3 separate regions of the Zea mays genome follow, and all the other regions are linked to region 1. A link is a contact called in public Hi-C data. All regions are on one chromosome and are shown on one strand. The core of a region is the stretch at or near the end of the contact, and the rest is flanking DNA. Distances in the headings are between cores, read along the strand shown.

Evidence for each region. A called contact is a pair of places that touch in the nucleus more often than the background predicts.
Region 2: a contact with region 1 is called in a Hi-C map of leaf, with 6 times the contacts expected there. The contact joins the promoter of LOC100384016 here to the enhancer-like site in region 1. A contact is called at or near these places in 3 of 25 Hi-C or Micro-C datasets (ear, leaf and tassel).
Region 3: a Hi-C map of leaf shows a contact between it and region 1, with 4 times the contacts expected there. The contact joins two enhancer-like sites. A contact is called at or near these places in 5 of 25 Hi-C or Micro-C datasets (bundle sheath, ear, leaf and 1 more).

The regions. Positions count from the first base shown.
Region 1 is chr2:72,423,183-72,425,834 of Zm-B73-REFERENCE-NAM-5.0, reverse strand. No RefSeq gene overlaps it. Among protein-coding and RNA genes, the nearest start is that of LOC109944512, 6.8 kb to the left of the region's middle. Within about 2 kb of position 1,299, at least 18 of the 20 cell types and tissues checked have an H3K27ac peak or open chromatin away from gene starts, as enhancers often do. A contact at or near this core is called in bundle sheath, ear, leaf and 1 more, where this site is marked.
Region 2 is chr2:72,634,884-72,637,535 of Zm-B73-REFERENCE-NAM-5.0, reverse strand. It overlaps LOC100384016 (Mediator of RNA polymerase II transcription subunit 30), which reads right to left and starts at 1,309. Exons shown (of 3, transcript NM_001176627.1): 1 at 856-1,309. The coding sequence starts at 1,209.
Region 3 is chr2:72,253,145-72,255,796 of Zm-B73-REFERENCE-NAM-5.0, reverse strand. No RefSeq gene overlaps it. Among protein-coding and RNA genes, the nearest start is that of LOC100501814, 36 kb to the right of the region's middle. Within about 2 kb of position 1,311, at least 19 of the 20 cell types and tissues checked have an H3K27ac peak or open chromatin away from gene starts, as enhancers often do. A contact at or near this core is called in bundle sheath, ear, leaf and 1 more, where this site is marked.

The sequences.
Region 1 (2,652 bases), core at 50-2,549:
AAGGAGCACCGGACCCCTGTACGCACAACCCGGACCCCCAATTATGGCCCGGGACTCCCAAACAAGCATGCCGGGTCCCTTGGATGGGGCCCAGATCCCTTCCAGTAAGGTCCGGACCGCAACAAGGTCCCAGGACAGGGGATACCCTGGCGTAAGCAAGGGTCCGGTGCTGACACGTGTCCAGGCCTTATCATGTGCGCTTGCGCTCCCCGCTCAGGCGGAGACCCACTGCTGTCGCGTGGCTTGTAGCCCGTGACATAAGCCAGCGAGCGGAGCCTAACGTAAGGCCTCTAAAGCCGTGTGGTCTCTGCATTTATTGCGGAGAGGACGCGCTGCCTACCCACCTTGCTGACAGGCAATGTGCCCCCTCAGCATTTAATGTGTCCTGTCCACTCCACTGGCAGGCGGCGCCAGGGCCATCCTGCAGATGGCGCACCTGTCCAGTCCATTATCAAACAGTGCGCCCGTGCCGCTCGGCGCACTGTGCTCATCATCCCTTATACGAGAAGCTTCCTCTGCACGCCGATACTACACAGATCTCGGATGTCAAGGCGCAAGAAGATTGCTCTAGCGGCGAACATTTGTAGCTCCAAGTGCTACATCTGTTATGATCCTGGGCCCACATGTCGGGGCTCAGTACCTTTGTGCATGCCCCCCTTAGCTATAAAAGGGGAGGCATGCAACGTTACAACACAAGGTTTTAGACACAGACTGAGACCCAACTTAGATTCTGAACTCTCAAGCTTCCACAACAATCCAACACACAGTGGAGTAGGGTATTACGCTTCGGTGGCCCAAACCACTCTAAACTCTCGCGTGTTCATGTGCTCGGTAATCGCTTAGCCGGACAGGCAAAACGCTTAAGCCCCTTCCTTATCTTAGGATTAAGGGCGGGTGCACTCCGCCACCCGGCCGGAGAATTCCCTCTCTGACAACAAGCATTCCTATTGAATTATATATTATGCCTCTAAACTTAAAGAGATATGATAAATAAGTAATAATACCGAAAATAGTAGGATTTATATGACACACTAGGGTTGGAATCTGTTTCAAATTTGAAACAGAAAGATGAATCAAAATTGAATTCAAACTTGAAATTTGAAAATGAAAACCAAAAGAGGAAAATAAAAAAAGAAATGAGAATGTACCCGTATTGGGCATGAATCCTCAGCTGACCCAAATTCTCTCAACTCGCGCGGCCCACCAATTCCCTTTCACGTCGGCCCAGCTCCACGTTGCGCAGCCCAACCCGCGCTTGGTCAGCCCAGTTGTCCCCCGCGTCACGATTGCTGGGTGACAGGTGGGACCAACCTGTCTGCGTGACCTCCACTCACGCGTACGCAGAGCACTCCCTTCTGATCACTGGACTGCGGGCCCGCCCTGTTAACCGGACTCCTTCAACAGAACCCGTCGTCTTCCCCCTGGCCATTCTCAACAGATGACGCGCGTTGCTCGCGCATCTCTGGACTCGATTCCCTCTGGCTGAAGTCCGAGGCTTCAGCAATATAAAGGGGGGTGGAGGGCACCGCAGCCACCCCATCCACTCGGTGCCCGTCGGCCACCTCGGGCAAAGCCAAGCGCCCCCACTAAGCATCCAGGAAAGAGAGAACCGAGAAAGAGAGAGAGAGAGAGAGTTTCACTGTCGGTCAGAGATGACGATGGAGCTTGTCCGTGACGCGCGTCACCGGACCTCGGCATCGGGCTAGGGAGATCGGCAAGTTCGCGCTGGACGCAGGGGGTGTTCCCTGTGCTTACAGCGTTGGGAGGGCACCGCGTTATCACCGCGCGAAGAAGATCGAGTGGGACTGCCGTAGTGCGTCGCTGCTCGTCCCTGGGCTGAGCCACGGTATGCCTCCATTATTTTCTCGCCGTTACCACCCCTTTGATGTTTTAGCTTATACGGCGGGAGTGCAGGGCAGGTCCGCCATCATGGCGCGCGGACGTCGGTGTCTAGGAGTCGTGAGGAAGAAGACACCAGTAGGTCCGTTGATCCTGTGACTGACGACCGGGATGAATTCTTGCATACCGATTCGTAGGGATCTCATCTGGAACGTAGGATGAGCAATAAGTGGCAGAGATTAGATCCGCGAGTCATTAAATCCTGACCGTAGATTATGAATCGTGTGGCCCCGTTATGTACCGATTCGTAATAGCCTAGGTCTAATCTAGGCCCTTGTGTCTGGGTCGGATGGCTCAGAATCCATCATATCTCTTCGCCATGCCATTTCACTAAAGAGACCCTATGCTTTTAGGTATTCAACCCGCGGTCCTGGCGCCAGTCATTCTGGGTCTTGGGAAGACTTATACTGAGACCCCTACACATTCTAATAATAGTGCGCCCGGTCCAGAGAATTGATTATTTAGATAAATAGTTAAAGAAATTGAATTTTAATACCAAAATAATTCCAAAGAACTTATATAATTCATATTAAATTCATTTTAGCTCAAAATTAATCCATTCCAAATTCTATAATTTATAAAATTGTTGTTTATCATTTAGTGTCTCTGTTTTGACATGAAAGCCACATTAAAATTTATACCTTAATTAATCTTGTATCAAATACATAAAACCTTCAGAAATTCATAACTCTTTCATTTTAATTCCAAATTGACTCGTTCCAGTTGCGTTAGCTTCGTATAAATATTTACTAC
Region 2 (2,652 bases), core at 60-2,559, 210 kb before region 1:
TGTACAATGTGAAAAGCAAGTTCTAGTTCATTAAAATCCATGTTTGTTGATATTACCAGTTGGCTTTGTCCTTAATAATTACTCCCTTCGTCCATTTTCTTAGGCGCCTTCCGCTTCTCTTTAGTCCAGAAGCCTTGGGCATATTAGTTCTCCCCAGACACGTTTTAAAACTTTGGTCAATAGCATCCCTGTGCATTTGACATGCATAAATGCAGCAGACATAAGTTGGGCCAGTGGGAAAAGGTTCATCAACCAGTAAGTTAGGCTTGACTGGTAAATGTTTCATTTTGACTGGATGCTAGGCACATGCCTTGACTTGAAACATACCCAAAATGTTTCTTCAAAAAAATGTCTTGATTGAGACAGTATCTAAATCCATGCGGCATGCAGTAATCATGTTTCTTCAAAAAGAAAAAGAAAAAACAGAGTACTGACATCAAATGTGGGAATAGTCAATCATAGGTCCCCAATGATGTTCTTTTTAGCAAACCAAGGTTGTTTTCTAAAAAAACGTAATGTAGCACCACATACTTCACAAGTTCACATCAGTATTTCATCTTTATAATTGTGGCACCAAATATGGACCTATCTAAATAAAAAATTGTAAGATTTGGAAACGAAAATTTGTTGGGCCCTCCACAAGAATGGCCACTATGTCATTGCAAGAGTTGGAGTTGTTACCGTTGTAAATATCTCAAATCAACCACGTAATAAGAAATTGTTTTGGGCTCCTCTACAAGGCAATGGCAATGCCCTGATTTTTACACCAGAAGTGACATCTTTCGTCACAGAAGAATGCGCCTAAAACACTTCTCCGCATAAGCGCCAGGAGCATAAGCTGCATCGAGCTCTCACCTGAGGGCAGGACGACACAGCAGAGATGGAGTCCCGCAGCGCCACCACGGCTGACTTGTAGCGGTGCCTCGCCTCGTCGAGCGACCCGCCAGGGCCGGGTGCGCCCCCTGCGTCGGCAGCGTCGGAATCCGCAGAGTGTGGCGGCGGCGGAGTAGCCGATTGGTGGTGCTGGGAGCCAGCGGAAGCGGCAGCAGCTGCTGCTGCCGATACGGAAGAGGAGGACCAGAGACCGGCGTTGCAGAGCTCGTCGTTCATGGATACGAGGATCTGGAACGCGGCTGCGATGGTCTCCTCCAGGTGCCGCTGCCCCTCCACCGCCACCTCCTGCCGCCGTCGCGCCGCCTCGGAGGCCATGGATGCACTCACCGGAACCCTAGGTCGCCGCTGCCACCAATCTACCGCTCCTCTCAGCCCGCCGGCGAAACCCCACTTTCCGGGCCACTCCACAGGCTCGACATCAAGCAGCGTAATTTGGCCACAGTTGCGTTGCGTGATGCCAGAGCGCTTTCCAAGCCCGGTATGGGCCGAGGCAGGTCGCCTGAAAGCCCAAGTACTCTCTTCCTGCACGGACCGGATCCAGCTAGTACAATTTATTGTGTGACGTGCATGCTAATGATACTGAGGTAGCTGTTTTTATTAAATTTAATATAGATGCGATCGAACCTTAAAATTTTAAAATCTCATAGTATGCTAGTGTGATAATTAAAGAATAATATTGTATGAGAAATTACCAAGAGGTTGAATCAACTTAAACAGATGGCTATTGTTTGTATTGTAAGGTTAAAAAAGATAGAAGGTGTGAGCCGAACCCACACCTTCTTTTAGGGACGTTTGAATGCATTAGAGCTAATAGTTAATGACTAAAATTAGTTGAGACATTCAAACTTCCTAGATAATAGCTATTTTTTGGTAAATTAGTTAATAGTTAGGTAGCTATTTGTTAGCTAGCTAATTCCACTAACAATTTGTAGCCAATTAACTAATACTTCTAGTGCATTTAAACACCCCTTAAGACTCTCCAGGATTGTCCCTGAAGCTTCAAAGACACCCTAAGGCTATCGCTTCATATTAAAGCCGGATGTTTGAACTGTTGCAACTATAATTCATAGAGACAAAAATACTGTACAAGCAGTAGAAACCGGTACGAATCAAAATCAAGTGAACTGTTGACCCTAATAAACAATAGTGTGTTTGATTTGAGGAATAAAGTGATCCATCTTCTTCTCACTCCTCAATTTTTATTTGGTTTGTGGAATAGAATGGGATGATCTATCACCACCACATTCCTCGTAAGCTAATAATTAGTATGTACATGAGAAGTAGGTTGATTTCATCAAAATTGATGGAATGAACTTATGATGCATCATATCATAAAGCATAGAGTGACTCCATAAACCAAACACACCATAAATCTAGAGGCAGATCCTTTCACCTCTAATCTAGGTTGTTTTCTCTTCCCTCTAAATATTTAATACTCTAACGTACGAATTAAACATGTATCACTTTAAAACTATGACAAATACGTATGCAAAAATAAAATCTAATTTAAAATATATTAACAATATAGTTGACTGTGTATCGAATTCAAAGAACCGTTGTGAGAGCTGGAATTTAGGATGATAGAATTTTTTAGAAAATGATAAAAAAAGTTGCAATTAAAGAGATAATCTAAAGGTAACCACTCCAGATAGTTATGGGTTCAAATGGCTAGGTTATAATAGTGTGTTGCTAGTAAAAACTAAGACAAGACAGACGAATGAGACTGTTGAGCACCATATTTTCATCTGGGCACGACCG
Region 3 (2,652 bases), core at 62-2,561, 170 kb after region 1:
ACTCATAGCATTTGAGAACAAGTCCCCAACAAGCACCTTACCTAATAGAGGCAACGACAGTAGGGGAGTGGTCAGTGTGGGAGGCCCTTGGGTTGATTTTGCTGCGATGGCGGTCAGGCGAGGGGTCCCTGCATTGGAGCTTCCTAGAAACTGTAGCGGGTTTTCTGAAGCTAGTGGAACTTTGTAAAGGCCTCGTAGTAGTACCCTGCCTCGCTTCCTTGGTAAAGGTGTATGGGGTCCGATCAACCCCATGGCAAATGGGTAACACGACTTGTGGGTAAAGATGTGCAACCTCTGCAGAGTATAAAACTGGTATACTAGCCATGCTCACGGTCATGAGCGGCTCGAACACTCACATGATTAATTTATGAAATTAAATTCAATTTGTCATTTGCATCGCATTTGGATTATTATTATTTTTATTTACTATTACCATGGTTTGGTATTCACTTAAATTTAGTAAATGCTAATAAAATTTTGACCAACTTATAAAAGCAATGCTCAGCTTTAACCTTTATTTATTGATCAGCCCTACACCTCACATGAACTCCCACCTTTGGTGAGTTCATGCACATTATTCCCCACAACTTGTTGAGCTATGATCTTTTGTGAGCTCACTCCTGCGATAAATAACCCCCCCCACAGGTGAAGAGCATGTGGTTGAAGAGGAGCCGCCCTACAATGAAGCATACGAGTTGATCTAGGTGACGTCTCCTAGTCGACTTTATGGCGCCAAGGACGGACATTAGTTCGCTTTATATTTATCTTTTATTTTCATAAGACTTTCGCTATGTAATAATTACTTTTATGATATTGTGACATTTATCTCTATACACTCTGTTATTATATGTGTTGTTCTTCTTTGGCGCACATATGAGAGACATCCCACTTCATCCCTTAAATCCGGGTGTGACATTTTATGTCTAAACAGAGTTACTAGGTGATAAACAATATTAAAACAAAATTAATGCCACTAGAATGGGTCATTTCGGAGTTAAAATGAATTTTCTATGTATTAAACAAGTTTCTGGATTTATTTTTATATTAAAAAATCATTTTCTGTAATTGATTTATAACTAAACCGAGCTCTCTGTATATAATCCTAATTTCTGAAGAAGCCAGGGCGTATTTGCAAATTCTAGGGACCTATTTGTATCTGTTTTCAACCGCGCGTGGACGACAGGTTGATTCTGTAATCTTCTAGGGTCTTTTAAGCGAAATTCCCACGGTGAAAGGGTATGGGTAAACCTTAGCCATAAGATATGTAGTGGGCGGCCCAGATTAGATCGTTACCTCATCAAACCGGTATGCAATCTTGAGAATTGGATCTACAACCGACGACCGAGGATCCCCATGCATGCAAGACATACTAGTCCTTAGATCCAGGATCCACGATCACGAACGAAGCGCTTCACATGTTCCAATCTTGGCACTTCCTTCCGATCCGACGCACCCCAGGTCTTCTTCCCCAACGCGCCATGCGCTCGGCCATCCTGGCACAAGGATCCGGCGGCCGCAAGAATGGAGCAAAAGCCCCGACGCCCCACCCTTTATAACCGCGTGGAACCCAGGCCAGATCCCATCTGATAGAGTGGACGGAAACGGCGACGGTGGAACCCAACTTGCGCGGCGGCGGCGAATCGGCACCCGACGATCCATCCACACCCAGCTACGACCGCGCAGTACCACGACGCGCACAGTTGGGCGTTCACCAGAGTAGGGAGGGGAAAAGAAGTGCCAAGCGTGAGGTTTTATAGTCCGGCTGGGCAGATTCGCCTGGTAGTTGCATGCATGCGACCGTGGCACGCCCGATCAAGCTGTTACAAAGCCGCCGCCATGGGCGCACCCGATGTGGGGGGGTTCCAGCAATGGTGGGGCCCACCAATCAATCATAGAGGAGGCACTGCATGCGCATGGTTTGAGTTGACGCCGGAAACAGGGAGTGGGCTGGCCTATAGCCCACGCGGCCGAAGGGGGGGAAGGTAGGGGTAGAGAGTTGGGCTGAGTAGGGAATTTGGCCCAAGGTCGGTTCTGTTTCTTTTTCTTTTTAGTTTCCTGTTCTCTCCTTTTTCCTATTTTGTTTTCCATTTTCAAATCTAAATGAAATCCAAATTTCCAATTCGATTATAAATGCACAATACAAACTCCAGCATGAATGCAGAATTTAAGTTTATTCATTTCTTTCTTATTTAAAATAAATGCCTCTAGATGTATATTAGTAAAGGAAGTATTTCCCAATAGAAAAATCTGTATTGTTTCTTCCGTGAGTTTAACTCTTGCTTGAAAATTATACCTAATTTCTATTATTACTTTTATTTTGGGATACGTACTCTCAATGGTAACAAAATTCTTATTAAAAGATATTTTAAATCAAAAACTTGGAGAAACGTTAATAAACCCTCGATATAAGATTTTGGGTGCTACACTTCTTCATCCTCTAGAACTCCTATTTCTCTATGCTTAGTCCAACAAATATAGTAAGGCATGGAATCTCTTTGTAGCAAGTGGAGGTGAATGGGTCTGCCACAACTCAATACATGGACACTCGGTGCCTCAATGCATGTGTCCACATAAGTTAGCATGTAATTGATCTGGTTCAAGTCTTCATGGGCCAATGTTGTATCTTGGCAACAATAATGTGAGTTGATCAAA